2 separate regions of the Rattus norvegicus genome follow, and region 2 is linked to region 1. The links are chromatin contacts, called in public Hi-C maps. All regions are on one chromosome and are shown on one strand. Each heading gives the region's core, a stretch centred on a gene start, on an enhancer-like site or on the middle of the called end of the contact. The rest is flanking DNA. Distances are from core to core; before and after follow the strand shown. Region 1 overlaps LOC134486754 (a long non-coding RNA gene). Region 2 has its middle 36 kb from the start of Mtpn.

Evidence for each region. Hi-C and Micro-C count contacts between places; a contact is called where the count stands out from the background.
Region 2: a Hi-C map of frontal cortex shows a contact between it and region 1, with 1.6 times the contacts expected there. The contact joins two enhancer-like sites. A contact is called at or near these places in 4 of 12 Hi-C or Micro-C datasets (the A7r5 cell line, frontal cortex and liver).

Annotation. Positions count from the first base shown.
Region 1 is chr4:65,013,419-65,017,930 of GRCr8, forward strand. LOC134486754 (a long non-coding RNA gene) reads left to right here. Exons shown (of 2, transcript XR_010066134.1): 1 at 1-1,188; 2 at 1,791-2,512. Among named protein-coding and RNA genes, the nearest start is that of Fam180a, 40 kb to the left of the region's middle. Within about 2 kb of position 2,748, at least 18 of the 93 cell types and tissues checked have an H3K27ac peak or open chromatin away from gene starts, as enhancers often do.
Region 2 is chr4:65,115,262-65,120,374 of GRCr8, forward strand. No RefSeq gene overlaps it. Among named protein-coding and RNA genes, the nearest start is that of Mtpn, 36 kb to the right of the region's middle. Within about 2 kb of position 3,595, at least 3 of the 93 cell types and tissues checked have an H3K27ac peak or open chromatin away from gene starts, as enhancers often do.

The DNA of each region.
Region 1 (4,512 bases), core at 1,498-3,997:
GGCTGAAGGGGAAGGGCGTGGCTCTTAGGTATTTATTCTTCTTTGGTGTCGGATAGAGAAGAGAAGAGGGGATAGAAATACAAACGTGTTTGTATGAGGGTACACAGAGCCTGCATGGCATAAACCTGGGGTCTTATTCATGCAACAATATGACATGGAAAATGTCTCCAATGAGCTCTGATTCCTGCCATCCAAAGGCACGTTGGCTACACCGACCTACTTTGAACTCTGAAGGCCACCATTTGAGTCACCTCAGTCGTACCAGTATCACACTGAATGGCCCTGAACAGCTCTATTACTGACCCCCGCCCCCCATATTTCTTATTTACCAACTGAGTTGGTAGTTGATGGCTACAGACAGAGTTGCTTCAAGGATGAAATGAGATCTGCTGGTTTCCTGGCATTTATGAGGTGCTGAGTAAGTACCACTGTCTCAGAAGCATTTTCCTGCTTGGGGGGCTGTTTGCGCATCCCCCTGTTGGCCCTTTTAATGTGAGAATCTTCAGAACCTCCTAGGTGACACAGAAAGGAGGACGGAGGAGAAGATGAGATTGGAGCTTACTTGAGAAAATGACATATTTATCAAGGCACATGGCACTGGTGAATTTTAACAGGAATCCCAGTGCTGCCCCCTATGTACTACCACTTGTGAAAAGCAGCTCTGGTGGGACAGACAACCAAGACCTGTGAACCCTGTCTCTCTAAATGAGTGGAAAGGTACAACTTCTCTGCTTGCCATTTTGCTGTTGCTTGGTAGTTCTTTAGATCATTCGGTTCTAGATCTGGCCTTCTAGATTTTTTTTTCCTGTGAGACAGAGTCTTGCTGTGTAGCTCAGGTTGGCCTTGAACTCTCTACCTTCCTGCCTCAGCCTCTTAAGTGCTGGCACTCTTTTGTGGACATCTCTCTGAGTAGTGAGCAGGAGAGCTTCTCTACAGATGAACACAAGATGGTCTCTGGTGGCAGGATGGGGTCAGCTCATTCCACAGGTTGGGAGCTGGGGTCACGGTGTGTGTTACAGTGTGTGTCACAGTGTGTGTCATGGTGTGTGTCATGCCGTGTGTATCTCCTGCAGCTGTGATGTTACACTGTCAGCAGATGCTGAAAATCAGGATCAGCTCACCCCTAAGAGCAGTGTTGGGATGGCCTGGATACCGTGCAGAAGACTCAGACCCAAGAGGACATGTATGGTATGTACTCACTGATAAGTGGATATTAACCCAAAAGTCCAGACTACCTACGATACAGCCCACAGACCATAAGAAGAGTAACAGGCAGAAAGGTGTATGTGAGGAGGCTCCAGTCCTACTTAGAAGGGGAAGGAAATAATCATGGGAGGCAGAGGGATGGTTGGACCTGGGTGGGAGAGGGGAAAGGGGGAACAGGATCAGATATGAGGGGACAGGAGAGAAGCCCAGAGGCCAAGAGAATGAATGCAAATCAGCAGCCTCAGGGGGGAGGGTGGGAAGTGGAAGTGCTCTCTAGGAAGTCCCAGAGACCTGGGAGGTGCTAGGCTCTCAGGACTCATTGGGGGGTGACCTTAGCCAAAATGCCTAACACTGAGGAGAGGGCACTTGAAGAGTAGATAGACAGGGACTCAATGGAGGGACAGGGTCACTAATTCTCGGTTAAAATTTCCGACCCAGAATTGTTCCTGTCTAATAGAACTGCAGGGACAAAAATGGAGAAATAACTGAAGGAAAGGCGGTCCAATGACAGGCCCAACTTGGGATCCTTCTCATGGGGGCCACCAAAACCTGACACTATTACTGATGCTATGGTGTGCTTACAGACAGGAGCCTAGCATGGCTGTCCCCTGAGAGGCCCTACTAGCAGCTGACTGAGACAGAGGAAGATACATATCCAACAACTGGACTGAAGTCGGGGACCTCAATGATTGAATTAGGGGAAGGATTGAAGAAGCTGAAAGGGAGAGCAACCCCATAGAAAGACCAGCAGTCTCAACTAACCCAGGCCCCAGGGAGCTCCCAGAAACTGAGCCAAGAACCAGGAGCAAACAGGAGCCGATCTGAGACCCCTGGCACATATACGCAGAGGACCGCCTGGTCTGGCTACAGTGGGAGACGATGCAAAGATGCGTCTAACCCTCCCCCAGGGAAGGAGGAGGCCTGGTGGGGGTGGGGAACACCCTCTGGGAGGCAAGAGGAATAAAATGAGGAACAGGGGTGGGGGGTGGAGGTGGGCAATGACTGTAATGTAAATAAATAAAATAACCTAAAAAAAGAAAGGAAGAAAGGAAAGAAGGAAGGAAAACAAAAGGAAGAAAGGAAGGAAGGAAGAAAGGAAGAAAAAAGAAAGGAAGAAAGGAAGGAAGGAGGAAAAAGAAAGGAAGAAAGGAAGGAAGGAAGAAGGAAGAAGGAAGGAAGGAAAGAAAGAAAGAAAAATGGAGTGGAGAAAGAAAGAAAAGAAAGGAAGGAAGGAGAGAGAGAAAGAAAGAAAGAAATAAAGGAAGGAAGAAAGAAAGGAAGGAAGGAAGGAAGAAAGAAAGAAAGAGAGAGAGAGAGAGAGAAAGAAAGAAAGAAAGAAAGAAAGAAAGAAAGAAAGAAAGAAAGAAAGAAAGAAAGAAAGAAAAGAAAAGAAAAGTGGAGTGGCGTATGCGTAAGTTCACTGATCGCCCACAAGATGGCACTCTCTTCCCAGGAGAAAGGAAACTTGAGCCGGGGGCGGGGTGGCGGGGGAGGTACTACCGCTGAGCCGGTTGCCGGAGGGCTGGACTTCTGTTTGCTTGCTCTAATCCATTGCATTTGTGCACTTGGCTTGAGATGAGCAACATTAAGGTCAAAATCAGTGGTCCGCAGCCTGAGGAATGTGTCCTCCGTGGCGATTTGTGTCAGCGTCAATTATTAGCAATGCAGAGGAGGGGAAGGGAGTAGAAATATACCCAGCCCAAGTGCGAGCCGAAGCGGATGGTGAATCTTGTGTTTGGAGACTAAGGGGAGGACATTAAACTTGACCCTGAAGCTCTAGAATGTGACCAAATCGCTCTTCACGCTCCAGACGGAAGACATAGGAGGAGGCCGAGACTACTTTGTAGATTCTGAGTTCTTGGCCTGCCTTGTCCCTTCTGTTTGGGACACGTTCCACATCATCTACACACCAATGGTCCACACTGACAATGAAACCCTGAGGATTCTGGGGACGGCAGAGAGGCAGCTTGCCACCCTGGTAGTTTGGCACAGGTTTGAGCACCTGTCTACCTGCTTTAGGTCATTGGAATTTTCTGGAAATGGTTAACATGAAGCATGGGGATTCATACCCTTTTTGGTGATGTGCTGCGTCTGGATGTTCTAGCCCAAACACAAACTTTTTCTTTCAGACCACTTTGGTTCAGATGTTCACTTTAGTCCCCTTAAACCCCGCCCCAAACAGCACCCTGTGTTCTGCTTTCTTGACTGGGTTGGCTGATGGTCTTGTAGCCAACACTTCCATGGTTGCCTACTGAGACAGCTACTACTGGTGGTGCCTCAGTTTCCTCTTCTGCCTATGTATACTCAGCCCTGCTTTGACGGTCTCCCCAGGTGACATAACCTAGGGGCTAAGGAAGCTTAGGAGCTTCCATTTTCCTCAGACGCCAATGGCCTAGGTTCCTGGTCATTTCCTCTGTGCAGTCCCCTCACAAGGAAACCAGTAACCCTTCGAGAGCCCCACAGATACGCTCGTTGTGCCCAGCTTCTGTAGAAACTATCATCGGGAAGTAGGCTATGGGGTTTTCTGTTGAAGCAGAGCGACTCTCTCTGCTCAGTTCTGAGCAGACTGTGAGCTGCTGGGATCGGTGTTTATTCCACATCAAGGGCAACACGATGCAGAGTGGCTTCATCTTTTAGCGTCACGAACTGTGGCAAGGCCAACATCGTCCCCAGACAGTCATGGCCAGACCTGCTTTGAAGGAAACAATCATGTCAGGACCTCAATATCTTCTCCTCCTTCCTTTTTTATTTTTTTAAATTCAGAGAATGTCGGTATCTGGAGAGGCACATAAGGTCAAATGTGTGTTCATTCAAGGTGAACAGACTGTGTTTGAATCTGAAGGAAAAGGGAAACCGGCATGGGAAACAAAGTATTTGTGGTTGTTGATAGTGAAGAAGAAAACAGGCATTGAAACTTTGAGACTAAATTGCTAGGACCACCGGAAACACATGCATCCTGCCCTACCAACCCTTTCTTAATTCTACCATGGAGTTCCCCTTCTCAACTCAAGCTCTTCACCTGCTTTTGGAATTCGAATCTCTTCCAGCCTTTTTCCTTTCAGGCTCTGTAGAAAACTGACGTCGTCAGTGGCCCATGAATGGCTTCTGTACAAGGTGAGACCTTTTGCTCTGAAATACTCCGTCCCCGACTACCCTGACTAGAGGACCTAGAGTTTGGTGTGGTCACCAAATAGGAGCAGCATGTGACTTTGCAAGGGCACAGTGGTGACTAGAAACAGGAGTGGGACTGCTCAGATCAGCGGCACGGAGCAACCCATCCATCAACTCATGAGCAAAAATAAGTGT
Region 2 (5,113 bases), core at 2,345-4,844, 100 kb after region 1:
GCTCTCTGATCCTTAAGGGGGGGGTGGTGTACAAAGGTCCTTTTCAGAACTGCACATTTATTCACCTGTCACTCTCAGCATCACCGAACAGCCCCGAGTTTCTGTATTCACTTGCATGCACTGAAAAGAGAGGCTTCTCTGATTAAGGCTGAATGTTATCTATGGGCACAAACATAATCAGAAAGCAGTTTAGTGCCACGTCAATTTAGCTAATCAACAATAATGAGTTTCCCTCTATGGCCTGCAAATTCCCCAGCTATGGATTTTGACCACATTTACAGTACCAAGTGTGCATCCCCTCCTGTGGAGTGACCTTAAATCCAATCAGAGTGGTTAACCTCATAACACTTGTGTGATGATTGCACCATTGTCTGCCATGGTGAAGGCTGTAGGCTCTCCACGAGCAACATTCCAGCTACCTCAGAGATAGGCTGTTAGGTCTGGAAGATTATGTAGCTCCTTGTTAAAAGTCTTCTTTAGATTATATGATTTAACATTACCCAACAGCGAGTTATCCATGACAGGGGTTCAGAATGGCCACAGCTAGCAGCCATGACCCAGAGGCCAAAAAGGACTTTGGAGAGGAAGCAGGTGGTCATCAGCAGCTGGTTTTTTTTTTAATTACTCATTTTATTTGTTTACATTTCAAATGATATCCGCCTTCCAAGTTACCCTTCTACCCCCCCACATCCCATCTGCCCTCTCTCCCCTCCCCTTTGCCTCTATGAGGGTGCTCCTCCATCCACTCACCCACTCCTGCCTCATCGCTCTAGTATCCCTCTATGATGGGACATCAAGACTCTACAGGACAAAGGGCCTCTCCTCCCATTGATGCCAGATAAGGCCATCCTCTGATACACATGTATCTGGAGTCCACGGATCCCTCCATGTATATTCTTTGGTTGGTGGTTTAGACTCTGGGAGCTCTGGGTGGTCTGGTTAGTTGATATTGTTCTCCCTATGGAGTTGCAATCCCCTTCAGTTCCTTCAATCCTTTCATTGGGGTCCTCAGGCTCAGTCTGATGGTTGGCTGTATCTGCATCTGTATTGGTCCAGTGCTGGTAGAAACTCTCAGAGAACAGCTGTATCAGGCTCCTGACAGCAAGGGCTTCTTGGCATCAGCAAGGTGTCTGCAGATGGGATGGATCCCTAGGTAGAGTGGTCTCTGAATGGCCTTTCCTTCAGTCTGTTCCATTTTTGGACAGGAACATTTCTGGGTTAAAAATTTTGAGATGGGTGAGTGGCCCCATCCCACAACTGGGGGCCATGCCTATCTACATGAGGAGGTCTCTACAGGTTCTATCTCCCTTGTTGCATGTTTCAGCTAAAGTCATCCCTGTTGGGTCCTGGGAGTCTCTCGCTTCCCTGGCATCGGGGACTTTCTAGCTGCTCCAGCTCCTCATCCCCTACTGCTACATTTTTAGTCGATTTCCAGACCCTCTGTCCTTCTCTCCTGTCCCTTCCAATACCTGAATGTCCCCCCACAGGTCCCTCCCTCCTTCTACCTACTGCGATTATGTTCCCCCTTCTATATAGGATTGAAGTATCCACACTTTGGCCTTCCTTCTTCTTAAGCTCTTATATGGTTTGTGGGTTGTATTGTGGGTTTTCTGAATTTTTTGGCTAATATCCACTTATCAGTGAGTACATACCATGTATGGTGTGTGTGTGTTTGTGTTACCTCACTCATTTACCTGTGAATTTCGTTAAGTCGTTGTTTTTATTATCTGAGTAGTACTCCAATTTGTAAATGTACCACATTTTCTGTATCCATTCTTCTGTTGAGGGACATCTGTGTTGTTTCCAGCTTTTGACTATTATAAATAAGGCTGCTATAAATATAGTGGTGCGTGCATCCTTGTTGTAGGTTGGAGCATCTTTTGGATATATGCCCAGGAGTGGTATAGTTGGGTTTTCAGGTAGCACCTCAAGAACCGCCAGATTGATTTCCAAAGTGGTTTAAAGATTACACATTTCCTTAAGGCTGAGCCCATCTTTCATCCCTTCCTTTTACATTCTCAAGCACACTCTTTTGCCTTTTCTTTTGGGATGGTGAAGAGTGTTGAGTATTTTGGATCAGACAGAATATTGGAAAATAAAATCTTGGCTACCCTTGAGAGTTTTGAGCCTCCATAGACCTCAAAAATCACTTAAAAAATGTGCTTCTCTGCAAAACTGATACAGATTTGGCCTACTCCTATGACTTGTGCCATTAATTGATCCCTACTGTACTTCTCCCTTGTTTTAATCATTTATTTGTTCCTTCCTCCCCCATGTGCATCTGTGTATGTACACACCCATGGCAGCACACATGTGGTCAGAGGGTAACTTAAGGATTCAGAACTCTTCTATCCATGGGTCCAGGGGATCAAACTCAGGCTTGGTGCCATGCGCCTTTAACTGCAACACCAACTTACTGGCCTTGATTGACTATACTCTCTTTTGACAATACATATTACACTTTTAAAAAATTTAAACACTTGCTTTAGTGTGTGTGAGTCTTTGTGTATTTCTATGTTAAGTGCATATGTGAGAATGTGCTGAGATCTGAGGATTACTTGTGGGTGTTGGTTCTCTCCTTCAATTAGTTAGGTCCCTGGAATTGAACTGGGACCTTTACTTTAGCCTTGTTGTTATGTTGCCGCCCACTGAGACGTCTTGTCTTCTTTCCTTTTGCTTTTAGCTTCAAGGCTAGACTTTCCTATACTATACCTCTTTCCCCCATCTCCTCTATTCAGTAAGGGTTGTCTCTTCATTGTTAAGGCAAAAGAAATATCCCAGTGGGAGAAAGGCAGGAAGAGGGGTGGGGAAAAACGGTTTTGGAAGTAGTTGGAAGAGCAGCCATCTTCTGGCCTGTTACCTGACTTTGATATATGAGTGGGTGCTAGAATCATGGAGGACAGACTTAACTGATAAGCTAAAGTCCTCTGCCCTGCTAAGAAACTTTGAAAAACAACCTGAATGGCCGTCATATTTGAAGACTTGTCCTGTTTGGTGGTTCTCTGAATCACTAAGCATCTCTGCGAATGGGACAGGGCTCTGTTAGTTGGTTTTTGCAGTAGCAAATCCTGTCTAGAAGGCTGTGAGAATTCTCAGCACAGACAACCTCCTAGGGTAATGAGACCAGCTGACCATCTTTTATTTATGCCTTCAAAGGACTCTGCAAGCCCAGGTAACAATGGGTGGAAGAACAAGCCTGTCATGTATTAATAAACAGGAAGGCTGATCATGGGAGGTGGGTTCTCTTCCGAGAGGGATCACCAAGGACTAATGGGCTCCCTGGAGCTTCAGGCCAGGCTTCTTTCTTCTAATGACTTATTAGTTGAGGTTACCAGGAAAGAAAATTGTATTTCCCCCTCTTTTGCCTGGAGAAACTAAAGTCATTTTATCAGTAAATTCTTTAAAGAAGGCAGGGCTACATCTACCTGGGACGCACCCAGCACACACACTAGGGTCCTGGATTTTTTTTTTTTTTTCGGAGCTGGGGACCGAACCCAGGGCCTTGCGCTTCCTAGGTAAGCTCTCTACCACTGAGCTAAATCCCCAGCCCCGGGTCCTGGATTTTTAAATCAACTATTGGGCACTTATGAAATGCCAGACACCATGCTAGGCCTGGGGCCACAAAAATGGGGACAGTGGTGGTCCCTGAAGTGTGTAGTTCAGTCTGTAGCCCAGGGAGAGTTTGAAGACTACTACTAGATCAACTTGCTTACAAGGACTTTTAGAGAATTTGTGTGCTCCCTGGAGACAAGTCTCCAGGTGGGTTATGGGCAGGCAGAAATCAAACAGCGCAGCAAAGACAGTGGCAGGAGGATGTAATGCAAGATCCTGCGGGGGTTTGATCCCGTGGGAATTCGCCCCCTAGTGCTAAAGGATGGGATGTAGAAGTCAGGGTATTGGCAGGGCTGGGTTCCCTCTGAGACTCCGGCCTAGAATCCTTCCCCTTCTTCCTCACTTCTAGTGGTGGCTGTCAATCCTTCGCTTTGACAGACAGTTGTGTCACTTACGTCTGCCTCCACCTTTACTTGGTTAGAGTGTTTCCATGCCTTCGTGTTGTCTTATAATAAGGACCCCAGCTGTTTACAAATAGAGTAATATTTTGAGGTCCATGAAACAGGGACTTCAATTTTTTTTTTCAGATCCTGTTAGGGGTTGCTAAATTCTGAACCCCAAGATCTGGTCCCCCACTCCCACCCCTCCCCTTGCCCCTTCCAGACAAGTGCATCCTTGTATACACTGGCCTTTATTGTGTAAACTTTGCTATACAATTCAAGGCTATTGGTAAAAAAAAAGGATATAGGCTGCGATTGGGTGATAAAGGCGGGACCTGAGAATTCAGTCAGACATCCTGAAAGGGACAACAGGGATGGGGGGGAGAGAAGATGAAGAGAGGAAGAGTGGAGGAGGCTGCCATGAGACTGGACGGATCATGAGTATGTGGCCAGGAGAGGTGTACCCCGAGGACAGGCTGATGGAGCAGAAACAGTCCAGATGACTCAGACAGCAAGTAATAAAGGGGTATATAGTTTGGATAATAGCATATTACCTAGGTTTCCAATGTAGGCTTTCTGCTGGGAGCTGGGGCAGTATCACATCTTGCACCAGGGGTAGCAATATGAACGAGACAGTGGTAGCTTTTTGAGGGAGTCAAGATGAAACACAGGTTTTAAATTTAGTTGATTACAAGAATAGTGAACATAAGTTAAGCTTAATAAGCAACTTGGAAGACATGGTTAGTGTGGGTGGCTAGGTGCTGAGTGCCCAGACACACACGGCAGTTGGGGTAAGGGCCCAGAACCTGGCCGAGAAGTGATCTGGAGCACTGTCCCTAGAAATGATGTACCTTTGCAGCCAGCCAGATGGCCTAGCATCCTTGTTTCTGGGACACTGTTCCCATTTCCACACTTTTAGATCCCCCACTTAAGGCTTGAAAGCAAAACGCTCTTAGGTTTCTGAGAATCTACAACTGCCTTCTCAAAACCGATCACTGTAAACAGCCTCAACACCATTTCCTGTTCTGTACTCCAAACTTGTGAGATCAAGGTTCTCGGATCTTTCTTCTGGCTCAAGGACATTTATCACTTTTTGATCCCCTTAATATAGCTGAAGCTGG